Regions from separate parts of the Zea mays genome. Here region 1 is linked to region 2. The links are chromatin contacts, called in public Hi-C maps. All regions are on one chromosome and are shown on one strand. Each heading gives the region's core, a stretch centred on a gene start, on an enhancer-like site or on the middle of the called end of the contact. The rest is flanking DNA. Distances are from core to core; before and after follow the strand shown. Region 1 holds the start of LOC100281697 (ubiquinone biosynthesis protein ubiB). Region 2 holds the start of LOC100285581.

Region 1 (3,481 bases), core at 212-2,711, 240 kb after region 2:
ACACAACAATGGCACACTAAATATGCAGTCAACACAACCACCAATGTGATTGATTTTGTACAGATGCTTAAGGATGATAACAATCATGTCACAAAACCATAGTGATAGCTGCAGTGATTTTGATGGTCATAAGACATGTTACATTGATGTTGCTTCCACCTTAACAAGGAGACATACTGAAAAGTTAAGCATCAAAATTTAATAGAAAAGATCGGTGCTACATTCTACAGATCTATTTCAATCGGCATACCTTGATATAAAAAGGACCCAAGCGTATCAAGGTCTCTCGAAACTGAAATAAGGAAATGATAATCAGAGACATGATGCTCAGTTCCTCCACCAACAAAGTCAGGAAAACTACCTTTTCTGCTCTTTTATGCATATCATTGAGCAACAAATGCCAAATAGTGAGTTTTACAACATGAAAGGAGATAGTAGCAGCCCTGTATAGAGCAAGGAATGGACCAAAGCCACGGTCAGCAAAATGCCTGCGTGAACTTGAACCCAATATTCTTCCAAACTGGGTTTCCAGTGACTCCTTCCTGATCTTTGCATATTCTGATGAAGGCCTCTCTCCATGTACACTTGTAAATGCACTTGAATAGCTACAAATAAAAAAAAATAAACCACCTAAACATAATTTCTGCAAATAAATAACATTAAAATTATTCAAATTTCAACATGCTTTGCTGGCTCAGTGAAACCTGCAAAAATCATTAAAATAAAATATTTTCTCAAATAGAAAAGCCAATTTATCTAATTTCATAGACTACTTAACCAAATATCCTTCCTCCTGAATTGTAATTAAGAGTTTATTTAAGCTAGATTAGTTCAGTATGCTTCTCAGTGATAATTGAGTAACACAATGCCATTTCGGAGTTCTGTAAAACTTTATATACTGTCTCTACACACAAAAATAACACAGTAGGCACTTAAGACGACCTGGCATGGCACACTGTTCTTTTAATCCAAAACATTTTATACTATCAAAGTGAATCAAAAATTGAATGATTGATTGGCGCATGGTACAATTACAACTAGCAAATTCCAAAACCGCAAACCTAGTGCGCGGCAGACGCGAAGCTGGTCCAACCCTGCATTATGTCTCGAGCTGAAACGAGTCGTGCGATTCAAAATAGGTTCAAAACGGAACTGTGACCTAGGGTTACGCCGTGGTGACCGGTAGGTGAGATTAGCCTGTGGACTGTCGTTACCTCATCACCGGCGTTGAGGCGGGGAGGCAGGGAGGTAGCGGCAACGCCGGAGAAAAGGTCGGGGGGGCGGCCTGCAAGGCGCGGGGAACGAGAAAAGGGAGGCATCTGCGTCGGTCGGCGCGGCGGGCGAGGATGAGGAGCCGCGAGGTGGGGCCCGCCATGGCCGGGATCTCATCAGCTCCGCCGCCCGCACGGGAGGGAGAGACGGGGAGGGAAAGAAGGGCAGCGTAGGGTTTAGGGGAGGAGAGAGAGAGAGAGAGACGTGTACGCCGAAGACGTACACGGTGAGAGGAAGGTGGCAGCGGCGCCGCGTGGCTGGACCAGAGTGCGAGCTGGCGGCCTGGCGCTTGTGCGGTGGTTCGTTGCTGCTGGGCCGCTGCCCTTGTTGATCGTCTCGTGTAATGCAGCCCACGCCGGCTTGTGCGTCTCCGCTCGGCTAAATTTGGTTGAGCTGTAGTTTTTTTACTGGATGCAATGCAGTAATGCACAACCAACTGCACCACAAATTCAAATTCTGCTCAATAAACTTCATCACGAAGCAGTTCAATAAAAAATCTTTATCTCTACTACTTATTAAGACAGTAAGGGTAGCCTGTCGTTCTGTCATTCTGCGATCTCAGCCGTCCATTCTATCGTGTAAACAATCTCAGCCGTCCGATCCCGTCGTCCGATCCCGTCCGATCCCGCACCCGCGGCCCATGACATACGGCAAATCCAAAAATCCTAATCTTCAGCACCCCGCCGCTTGCCAGCCGCCAGCCATCAGGCACGCAGCGTCCCGGCCGCCCCCGCCGCTTGCCACCGCGGTCTCCAGCGCCCCTCTCGCTTGCCAGCCGCCAGCCGCGGTCTGCAGCGTCCCGGCCGCCGCTTGCCACCGCTTGCCAACTTCCACCCGTGGCCTCCAGCGTCCCCGCCGTTTGCCAGCTTTCACCGCGCGGCAGAGCAGTCGATCTCCCGCAGGCGGACAACCTACACTCCACCGCCCCATCGGTCGCGCCTCTCCCGTTGGTGGCCTTCCCCATTCATGCGGTCTCCACCGTCCCCACTCCCTGCGCAGGTCGTGCAACCGACTCCCCCTCCTCAGTCCCCACAATGTCCACTCTTGCATGCTTCCTCCCCACGACCTCCACTTCGCCTAGGTCAGCACATATTCGATGAAGATAAATGGTGAGCATTTGGGAACTCTATGTCGTCCGAGCACGCGTGTACACCAGAGTCAGGTTGCTATACCGCGACTCCGACCACATCACCATTGTCGGCTTCTCCTGCTCACTGCTCCTCTTATGCATGTCTCTCATCTCCGGCAAGGTATTGCTTTTAATTTGTAGTGCAGCCTCATGTACAGCTTCTGTTTCTGCTAACTCGGTGCAAGGTACGATGCCGCCATCCCAATCCCTACCCCCAGATCGAGTTAACACCCATACATACATCCATTTCTTTTAATCGATGAAAGGTATGATGTAAATTGTTAATTAGATATATTAGAATGTGCCAATTCACAAGCAAACTTTGTTGATTACTTTCCGGTTGTTATTTACGAGCTAAATGATTAATACTGCTACAAATGGGTAAAATTAGATTTGTGCTTATTTATATTCTTCGTAGTTCTATTGTGTCATGTGAATAACTAATTAAACTCTCCAACAGTAAAATCCCTCTCTTTCTTGAATCTTATTCTCGGACCTGTAAATAGTGTTCTACTTCCTATCACTAAATGCAGCAGATAGATAGATTAGAATGTGCCAATTCACAAGCAAACTTTGTTTATTACTTTTCGGTTGTGATTTCCGAGCTAAATGATTAACACTGCTACAAATGGGTAAAATCAGATTTGTGCTTATTTATATTCTTCGTAGTTATATTGTGTCATGTGAATAACTAATTAAACTCTCCAATAGTAAAATCCCTCTCTTTCTTGAATCTTATTCTCTGACCTGTAAATAGTGTTCTTCTTCCTATCACTAAATGCAGCAGATAGATAGATTAGAATGTGCCAATTCACAAGCAAACTTTGTTGATTACTTTCCGGTTGTTATTTCCGAGCTAAATGATTAACACTGCTACAAATGGGTAAAATCAGATTTGTGCTTATTTATATTCTTCGTAGTTCTATTGTGTCATGTGAATAACTAATTAAACTCTCCAATAGTAAAATCCCTCTCTTTCTTGAATCTTATTCTCTAGCCTGTAAATAGTGTTCTGCTTCCTATCACTAAATGCAGCAGATGAAACTTTCTTGTTTTTTGAATAATGGTATTACGTCCAGG
Region 2 (3,823 bases), core at 118-2,617:
GAATGTCACTAGCAACATCCATTGTGTTCGATATCCGTGCCATGTTTCATCTAATACCTGTGGGAAATTGGATGGTAATTTAATAATAAAATGAGAGTAAGAATAAATTCTTCTCTCCTCTCGTAATATTTTCTATGCAACTGTAAAATTATAAATTGTTAAAGCAAAGTGTGTCTCAGTGTCTGTTCCAAATGATAGGCCATGTGACATCCGGGTCATTCAACGGAGACAGAGACCATGTCGACACCGAAAAGATAAACGACAACAGCCTACACAACTAACGAGCAAATGTTGAATAAGAAAAAAAATGCTTCCTCCAATTGGTAGGGCATATGAGACATATATGATTTTGGCAATAGATCCACGTGGCATATACTAATTCAATGGTAATGGGAAGAAAAACGTCTACACAACTTTATAACCCTCTCTTTAACCTTGCTTTTATATCGAGTAGCCATAAGATGCCAAGCAAACAAAGAAAAAAAATATTAGGATGTACATATGCTAGCAAACACTCGTTGGGAGTACAGATGGCTAAAGAGGCCACCCGATCCGGCACGACAGTAGTATTATTAGGCAAAACACTATTAGGTACAACACTATTAGACACTATTAATAATTTTGTCGTGTCGTGCCGGCACTAATGCTTAACCAGCGCCCAGACACTACATTATAGTGCCTAATCGTGTCGTGCCGGCACTATACGACATTAACACCTAATAGTGCACGTGCCAGTCCAGACAATATTTCATTTTAAAAGCTCAAAAATATAGAAAATCTTTGAAATTATATATATAATTTTAAAACTTGAATATTTTACCACTATAAAGTGAATTCGTTATGTTTAAAATCATAACAAATAACAATTTATAATCACACGCACATATCACAATTACATCTATAAATCACATGCTGATCTAAGTTGTGTCTAACCGTACCGGTCACTAAATCGTGTCGTGCTCGTGCCAGCCCATCATACCAGGGTGACAGCCTAAACACGACACTAAACTTTTGTCATGCCGGTACTGGCACTATATTAATCGTGCCCGTACCGTGACGAATCACTATAAGCCGTGTCGTACTTAGTATGGGCCTATTTAGTACGACCTGGTAATCTATCCGCATGTTTGGTTTATGGATGGCGCCAGCCTGATGCGTACGGGCGTGGCTGCACTGCGCCTGCACGCGCGCGTACGCGCCGAGCGACAGTTTCTGGCGGGCCTGGCTCGCTGTTGTTTCTTGCACCCGTTCAGCCTGGTTATACAGAGAAGTAAAACAAACAAAATATGCTTTGAGGATTTGTGGATGCAGTTTCTTCCCCGGTACAACCAACCAAACGGACCGTATATAGTTGGGAGTGTTAAATTTTCTCCCCTACTCCTGTAGTCTGTATGAGCGCCGAGAATCGAGTTTGCGCTCTCCTTTCCGGCTTTCCGCCCAAACAGCCGTCGGGCGTCCCACGGCCGCCGCCCCTGCCGGAGATACGCGTAGCCGGGAGTTAAGGGGTACGTCATACATACCCATAGCCCGACGCCCCGACCCGATTGATTCAGGCGCGCCATCGCCTGTTTTACGCCCCGAGCTATTCGCGTTGTCTGTTTGTTAGCCTCCACCCCCCCTACTATCCGCATCCTTCATCCCAGTAGTTGGTGACAAACCTGATCCATTTCCTTATGTTTCCAGTTCGATTGGTTTGATTCCTTGTCGCCGTGAAAATCACTAATCAACTGAACCATGTGAACTATACCTGCAGATGAGTCCTCAAATGCTGTTATTGGAAACATCTTAAGTTAGAGTAAGTTGCTGAAACTATGGAAGAGGTTCAAAACTGTGTGATGAAGCTGGTTAGTGCTTTGCAGAACTTCATAATTCTCATGTGGATTATGGCCTGTTCCCTTGACTCGCTTCAATCTGATTGCTACTACTTTTTCTGGACAGCGGAGCAATCCAAGGCGGCACAGGGATAAAGTGTATGTTGGCTGTGGGGCTGGATTTGGTGGAGACAGGCTAATGGCTGCTTATAAGTTGCTGCAGAGAGTCAAGGAGCTTAATTACCTAGTTCTCGAGTGTTTGGCAGAGCGAACTCTGGCGGATCGATACCGAATTATGGTGTCAGGAGGCAAAGGCTACGATCCTCGGGGTATCTTTTTGATAAGTGTTGCTTCTAATGCTCTTGATTCAATTCTTGTTCAGTGGGGGTGACACCTGTTGTCTTTCTTAATGCTTATGTGACTTACAAATTACCAAATCACACACCTTTTTATGACATTATGCAGTCAAAGAGTGGATGTCTTTGCTTCTACCCTTGGCTTTTGAACGGAAAGTTTGCATCATAACTAACATGGGGGCAAGTAAGATATTGCTGGCTATGGTTCAACTTTAGTGCGTGATTACCTTTTCACTTCTTTTGCCTGTTTCTTCATGTTACGTCAGTGGATCCTCTTGGAGCACAGAAAGAAGTACTGAACCTGGCATCTGTCTTGGGACTGGAGATAACAGTTGCCGTAGCTTATGAATCATCCTTTGAAACTCAAGGTATTTTTTCATTTGTTTGATAGCACCAGGCAACATGAAGCCCTAGGTGCTACATCTGTACGCTTCTTAAAATTTTCCAACCTTGATTGGTTTGTCTGCAATGTAGAAAGTGATAATGAAGATTGGATGATATCTCAAAAAGGCAATCAACTTTGAATATGTTCTTACTGCTTTTCATAATTTTGCATCTTTTTGTAGGAAGCCCTGTATTGTCCGATGAATCAACAGGAGGGAGAGGGGTAATTTACTGATCACTTGAGAACCTCTCAGCATTAATTATCATTCATGTCCTTGACTTCAGTTTAATACAATTCAATGACTATTTTGATGGCCCCTTGATCAAAGAAACTATTTCTATTCTATTTGTTCTCCTGATTCTTTGTAAGGAAAAATAAAGCCTTTGGGATCTCTAGTTTGACTTTTATTTGTGCCGCTGAAAGTCTAAGTCAGAAAATGTAATGGTTAATTTTGCTACAAGAAATTAAGATAACTTCAAATAGAAGTGTTCTGGTCCAGGCTTCATGTGTGGTCGAGGACATCAGCCCATGCGTGTTAATGTATTGTGTATCTGTGAAGAGCGGGGAATGGTCTTGATTTCAATTAAAAACATCCTAAAAAAATATGAAAAGGTAAATGTAATTTGTTGCATCCCAACCTTTATTTGCTTCACACAAATGAATTATGCATCTCAACCTAGTGAATGAATTGCACACATTTAACTAGCTTACTGATTAGCAACCGACCAGCCTAAATCTGTGTAGGGTACTCCATGATATTAAAGTACTAACATCCCACTTGATACAATTATGTTTTACCATATTATACCACATGTTGCCTAATGTCACTTCACATGAATACTATAACTATCCTTGTAGCCATGTTTGAGTTTAAGTATGAAATGAGTGACCTTTATCATGTATGGTATCCATTTTTCTGAGTGAGTGTTTTTTATCGAACGCGCAGGAGAACTGCGCATCTTATATATTAAAGAGGAATAAAAACCTTACAAAAAGGAGATGTTGCTGAGCAAGTCTCCCAAGGACCCTACATAAACCCGAAGGGAATTACAAATCGGTACCGTAACTTGACCCGACCTCGCCCAGAGCTGCAACTAAGCCAAGGCTCTTAAGCTCCTTAGCTCCTGCTATTGCCCAGCTAACACACTCATCTAAGAAACATCTAAAAATTCTAGGTAAGGATGGAGACTCCTCATGAAACACTGCTCTGTTTCTCTGAAGCCATAGGCACCAAGCTCCCAGGATGATCAAAGATTTAAGCCCGTTTTCCT

The links. Hi-C and Micro-C count contacts between places; a contact is called where the count stands out from the background.
Region 1: a Hi-C map of endosperm shows a contact between it and region 2, with 3 times the contacts expected there. The contact joins the promoter of LOC100281697 here to the promoter of LOC100285581 in region 2. A contact is called at or near these places in 5 of 25 Hi-C or Micro-C datasets (ear, endosperm, leaf and 1 more).

What each region holds. Positions count from the first base shown.
Region 1 is chr7:44,748,466-44,751,946 of Zm-B73-REFERENCE-NAM-5.0, forward strand. LOC100281697 (ubiquinone biosynthesis protein ubiB) reads right to left here and starts at 1,462. Exons shown (of 13, transcript NM_001154617.2): 1 at 1,215-1,462; 2 at 362-605; 3 at 251-292. The coding sequence starts at 1,375.
Region 2 is chr7:44,507,730-44,511,552 of Zm-B73-REFERENCE-NAM-5.0, forward strand. LOC100285581 reads left to right here and starts at 1,368. Exons shown (of 14, transcript NM_001158472.2): 1 at 1,368-1,505; 2 at 1,754-1,844; 3 at 1,939-2,140; 4 at 2,277-2,351; 5 at 2,434-2,535; 6 at 2,734-2,774. The coding sequence starts at 1,812.